Linked DNA regions of Rattus norvegicus: region 2 is linked to region 1. A link is a contact called in public Hi-C data. All regions are on one chromosome and are shown on one strand. Each heading gives the region's core, a stretch centred on a gene start, on an enhancer-like site or on the middle of the called end of the contact. The rest is flanking DNA. Distances are from core to core; before and after follow the strand shown. Region 1 has its middle 120 kb from the start of Slc22a23. Region 2 holds the start of Slc22a23 (solute carrier family 22, member 23).

What was found. Hi-C and Micro-C count contacts between places; a contact is called where the count stands out from the background.
Region 2: a contact with region 1 is called in a Hi-C map of Schwann cells, with 4 times the contacts expected there. The contact joins the promoter of Slc22a23 here to the enhancer-like site in region 1. A contact is called at or near these places in 2 of 12 Hi-C or Micro-C datasets (Schwann cells and mammary epithelial cells).

Annotation. Positions count from the first base shown.
Region 1 is chr17:30,623,925-30,627,025 of GRCr8, reverse strand. No RefSeq gene overlaps it. Among named protein-coding and RNA genes, the nearest start is that of Slc22a23, 120 kb to the left of the region's middle. Within about 2 kb of position 1,810, at least 1 of the 93 cell types and tissues checked has an H3K27ac peak or open chromatin away from gene starts, as enhancers often do. A contact at or near this core is called in Schwann cells, where this site is marked.
Region 2 is chr17:30,748,052-30,750,887 of GRCr8, reverse strand. Slc22a23 (solute carrier family 22, member 23) reads right to left here and starts at 1,443. Exons shown (of 11, transcript NM_022624.1): 1 at 50-1,443. The coding sequence starts at 688.

The sequences.
Region 1 (3,101 bases), core at 561-3,060:
GACGACCTTCAGACTTGCTACAATCTTTCTGCCTCATGCTCCTAATGTTGCTACTGAGTGGAGTCCTCTAAGCACTGGGATTATAGGTATGAGCCACCTCGCCTAGCATATATATTCTTCTTAAATGAACCGATCTATTTTTGATGCTTAGAAGTGAACAAGGTGTTTCCCACCTAGAATAAAATCCAAGACTAACTAATATTCTGTTCTATACTATTGAGTTTGGGACCCAGAATCTGCATCCTGAGTATTTGCTCTATCACCAAACTCTATCCCTGCCCTTGAGGGTCCTGAGCTAAAGCTTGGAATTCTATAAGTCGTGCACAAAGACAACCGTCTACAGAGATTTACAGGAAAACATGGCTCATCCAGCAGTGGCACTGCTCTAACCTATAGGATTCATGAATTGCACAGAGAAAATGATCAAATCCATGGAACGACATTCTAGTGAAGAACCAGTCTGCAAAGAGCAGGGAAAACAGAGACAGCGGGCGGTTGTGTGCTGGGACCCTGCTCAAACTGCCACGCCCTGTGAGCCAGCATGCAATGAAGAAATGCAGGACCCATCCATTCTTCTCATATTGGTCAAGGCTATGCATCTCTGCACAGCTTAGGCCATGATGTCCCACTATCCTGACATCACAGCACACTTTTAATGGCAGGCATTGAATGGTGTCTATGGTAGGAGAGGGGACAGATGGGAGAAGTACACCAAATTCACTTGACTAATGGGTGCATCGTTAGAAAGGGATACCGGAGCAAAGATTTTAAGAAATGTATGAGAGTATCGTGGAAGGAGGTTGGAGGTCCCAGTTAAAGGCAGAGCAAGGTTCAAGACCCAGAACAGCAGACGTTCTTTACATGTAGATAATCCCTGATTCATTTTGTTTCCATGAATAATTTTTTTACTTAATGATATATCTTCAGTTAAAACCATTCCTTGAATTTTGAATCTGAATTACTTCTTGGGATAACACCATGCCATTTCATCACCTCTGGTGGTAGTGTGTAGTAGCAGGGAGTGCCCAGGAAGTCTTACAGTTGCTTAACAAAGAGCTGAGGTCACATTGTGCCCTGCTATAGAGCAAGGGGCAAGTTGGTCCCAGTCAGTGAGTTTCGTACTTGTGATCCTTCAGTTTGTAGTGGACTCACCATGCTCAAACCTCACTAAAAAAGGAGGAGTGTGAATGCTGGAGTAATGGAAGGAAGTTCATGTGGCTGCATTTGGGGCCCTCATGGAAAGTAGGAGACAAGACAACAGAGAGTACTCAGGAGCTCTAGGAAACCAGGCCACAGTATGAAAGAAACAAGGAGCTATGGTAGTTTGAATTAGAATGGTCCCTACAGGCTCATATATTTAAATGCTTTGTCCCCTATTAGTGGAACTTTTGGGGAAGGATTAGGACAGTGGCTCTCAACCTTCCCAATGCTGCCACCCTTTAATACAGTTCCTCATGGTGTGGTGACTCCCAGCCCTAAAATTATTTTTGTTGCTACTTCATAATTGTAGTGTTGCTACTGAGTGGAGTCTCAGTTCCTAAAACCTTAGGGAATATGTGTTTTCTGATGGTCTCAACCCGTAGGTTGAGAAACACTGGATTAGAAGAGATGTACTTGTTGGCAGAGTTGTGTCATTATTGGTGAACTTTAGAAGTGACCAGTGACTCATGCCATTTTCAGTTAGCTCTTTCTGTCCCTTGATTGTGTCTGAAGATATGAGCTCTCAGCTACTGCTCCAGTGCCATGCCTGCCTTCCTGCCTTCCTTCTGCCTTCCCTCCTCCCTACTCCCAACACAATGGACATGGACTCTACCCTCTGTAATTGGAAGCCTGAAACAAATGGTTTCCTTTGTAAGTTTTCTTGGTCACGGTTGTGATAACACAGGAGAAAACAATGATCTTGCATGCCCACAAACATGTGTATGAATCATTCACATCGGCCTTCTTTGTGTCGCTGTCTCCTCAGTACAGAACACTTCCTCTGTTTCCTTGTGCTCACAGCTCTTTCATTTTCGAAGACGACAAGGCAGATGCTTTTGGGTTGGCCCTAAATACATATTTGCCTACTATTTCCTCACAATGAGCTTCAAGTTATATATTTGCAAAATTGATGCCAGCCTGGAATACAAAGTGACAGCTTGTCTTGAAACAAGCAAGCAAACATCCAAAGACCCCAAAGGACTCAGTGATAGTGTGATGGAGAACTTGCCTTGTATGCATAAGGTTTGGATCTACAGCACTGAAAAAAATGTGGTAATAAAGAGAACTATAAGGAATAATAATTGTGAGTGAAGCATGCTATTCAGAACATTTTACGTTCATAAAATTCACAAGTCCAAAATAATACCATTTTAAAAGGCAGTGAAAATTATTATTTGTCGCCATTGGAAATGGTAATTTTGCAAACTCCTTATGCTGAAAATTGGAAAGGATTAAACATTCATGCTGCCTGTTCAATAGCCATTATACTTCAAGCCAAATTTAGTGGATGAGTGAAAATATTATTTTACAAGGGAAAAGCAGCAATTCTTTGTTGTAAGAAGGATGAAATTGGGAAAATAACCATTTTTTTCAATCTCCAATGAAATACTTGATTCACATAAGGGCTGTGAACAGATGGCCTAGGTAAAAATGCAACCTAGGATCTTCAAATGCTATCTACAGACAATTTGTTTTTAAAGTTGGCAAAGTGTAAATTCCTCTTAAAATATGCAAAGCCGTTAAATTCATAACCTCTTGACCAACATGTAGCAACATGCTATGGAACAGTGAGAATTTACACGATGTCTTCCATGACACCTCATGAAGTAAACAGCATGATCTACAAGTGTTATTGTTTAAAATATGGCCTGAGTTAACTAACTACCTCGATAATAGAAGGACATAATCTTAATTGTTCTAGTCATAAATATAGATGGAAGGCAATATGACAAAATGTTAAGTATTTACATCTAGATTAGGAATTTCTTGTTATTGATTATTCTCTCGACTTTTAAAATATCTCACAACAAAGGAGGTTGTTAAACAATATACAATGTGTTTTCTCTGTTCTTGGAAGGAAGTATTGCTGGGTAGAATGACTTAATGATTTTAGAGCGACA
Region 2 (2,836 bases), core at 194-2,693, 120 kb before region 1:
AAAAAGGCTCACAAGAAGAACGCGGGGACGCAGCGGTCGTGGTCCTTACCTTGCTGACCACGTTTTGGACGAGGCCAGTGCGGATGCCGTAGTCCCACGCGTGGCACTCGCAATTTGAGTCGTTGTTCCCTTTGCCTGGAGGGGACGGGAGGGGTGGTGTGTCGCTGCTGTTGCTTCGGTTGCTTGTGGTCCCCCAGGAGGCAGTGGAGAAAGGGGTGGCTGAGGGGCTGGTCCAGTTGCCCATGTCACCCCATCGGCCGGTGACAGTGGCACCCGCCAGCTCGGTGCCTTTGCCGGCCCCGTGGCACCAGAAGTTGGGCTGGTCCAGAAGAAAGGAGTCCGAGAACTGGCTGAAGCCGATGAACAGCGCCGGGATCCAGGTGAGCACCACCAGGGTCTTCTGGTAGCCGCCGCCCAGGCCCCCGAGGAAGGGCAGCACAGAGCCATCGTAGTCCAGCAACAGGAGGCTCGGGGCGGCTGCTGCCGCACAGCAGCTCGAGTGCGGGCCGCCGCTGGGGTGCAGCGCAGGCAGCGGCTGGATCTCCGCGCTGCCCCCGGAGCCCGCGCGACCCCCGAGGGGCGCCGAGGCCGCCGCGTCTCCGGGCGGCAGGGAGCCGTTCTCCTCCGCCGGGGCCGGCTGCCTCCCGGCACCACTACCCGCCGCCTCGCGCCGCCGGTCTATCGCCATGGCCAGGGCCCGCGGCGCCCGCAGAGGCGCATAGAGCGCGGCGGAGCTCGGCGGGCGCCCGGGCACAGCGCCGCCGCCGAGGAGGAGGGCCCGCGGCCGGAGAGAATGCTCCGGGCCCGGTGAGTCAGGCCACCCCCATGTCACCCGCGCACCCCCTCGCCCTGGGCGCCGGGCAGAAGACGTTCGAGCCCTTAGCCTCCGCGGCTCATCCGCGCCGCGGCCCGGGCGCCCGCCGAGCTCCGAGGCTCTCCGCTGCTGCGCGCTGGCCGCGGAGGAGGAGGAGCCCGACCCGCGCCCTTGTCGCGACTCAGGGCCCTGCGGGCACCGGTGCGCGTTGTGCTGGAGCCGCGGGCGGCCGCGGGTTAGGAGGTCCTCCACGGACTTCGGGCGCTCCCGGAAGCCGCGAGCTCGCAGCCAGCCTGGGGAGCCGGCCGCGCTCTCGGCTCACCGAGCTGGCCTCCGCCTCCCGCCCCGGCCCGCCCCCTCTCCCCCCGCCGAGGTGGAGGTAACCGCGGCACCTGCTGCGCCGCTCCTGCGCACGAGCGCCCCCTCCAGCCGGGCTCCGTCGCCGCCGCCTGGACAGACGCAGGGGCGGGGAGAGGGACACCCGGGCCGACGCAAGATCCCCGGCGGTCTCTGGGCTGGACAGGGGTCCCCAAGGAGTCCGCACTGGCGGGGAATGAGGGGATAGGGTCGTCTGCCAGTCTCAAGTCCCACAACCGCAAGGAACCCCGCCCAGGGCACACCGGCTTTCCGTGACCTCTCTTCGTATCCGAGGTGCCCGGTGGCTGGCACCCCACTCCTGGTCCTGAGCCCAAGCGTTGCCTGCCTTCCAGAACAACCTTCTGTGCTTCTTCCAGACTCAAATAAGGCTGCTTTTTATGGCCACGGGTCAGGGGCAAGGAAGCATATTTGACAATTTTAGGTTGACAGCCCCTCCAACGCTGGGTCACACGCGACCCATTGCAGCACCCGCCCCAAATCGCCATTTCTTTCTGTGCTCCAGAATGAATGTCAAATAAACACAATGCTGGATGGCTATACCTTGAAGGGGAGCCACATACTCGATACAAACGTGAATGAGGGCGGCCTGCCCCACCCCCTCCCCAAGGTCTCGGATTCATAATTCCCATGCTGTGTGCACAGGCGCACACATCTACACCTCACAGGAGATCCAAATGCTCTCGGCACTCCAGACTCCAGAGCCAGCCCTTGCCCAGCTAGCACTATATAAATAACACCAGCCCTGCGGCAAACGGCCGCATTAGCATATCTTCTCCTGCTTGCTGGGCTTGACACCAGTGAGAATTATGCGGCTTTCATCTTAGCCTCACTACATTCTGGAGACATTTCATATCCTGAGAAGTTTATTAATGGAATTAATGGAAATCTTAAATGGAGCAATCTATCTCTGGTCTTATTTAGCACAGGGGAAGAAGCTAGCCTTCTCTTTCCAAAAGCATATCCTGCGAGTACACGTATGGGATGCATTCTCTAAGCATCTCCAATATTTGCTCAGCTGCATGTTGTATAATTTAGTGGGAGACTTTTTTTTTAAAGCATGCAGCTCAATGTTCCAGTCAACATGTACTTACTGCTGAAATTCTGGCACGTGGAAGGAACTATTTCTGAAGACTGCCAGAGAGCTGGACTTTGGGGAACCCAACTGTGAACTCTCCTGTGTGGCTGGGAAGAGGAGATTAGATAACAATAGACGGAAGAGACACAGGCTGCAGAGGACACTAAAGGTCTAGGAAACCCAGTCTGCTAATTTAAGCATATTTAATGACATACTTGAATGAGAATGTCATTATGAGACCCATCGCGCTGTATAATGATTATACTCTAATAAAGTGTTATTTTAGAAATCAGTTGGGAGTGACAGTGCACCCTGTCAATACATGTGATCTCCTCCTCCCCCTCCCTTTTCCTCCCTCCTCCTCTTCCTCCTCTTCTTCTTCAATTTCACCTTATTGGTTGGTTTAACTTTTCTTCCCTTCTTTCTCACTTGAAGAGCTAATACTTGGGAATTGCTGACCCCCACCCCCAACAGAACAGAGTCAACACTCAATGAACAAGTATTAGATATTTATTACCGACTCCACCCATTGCACACAACTTACATTTTCTTATCTGAACTGAAATGCA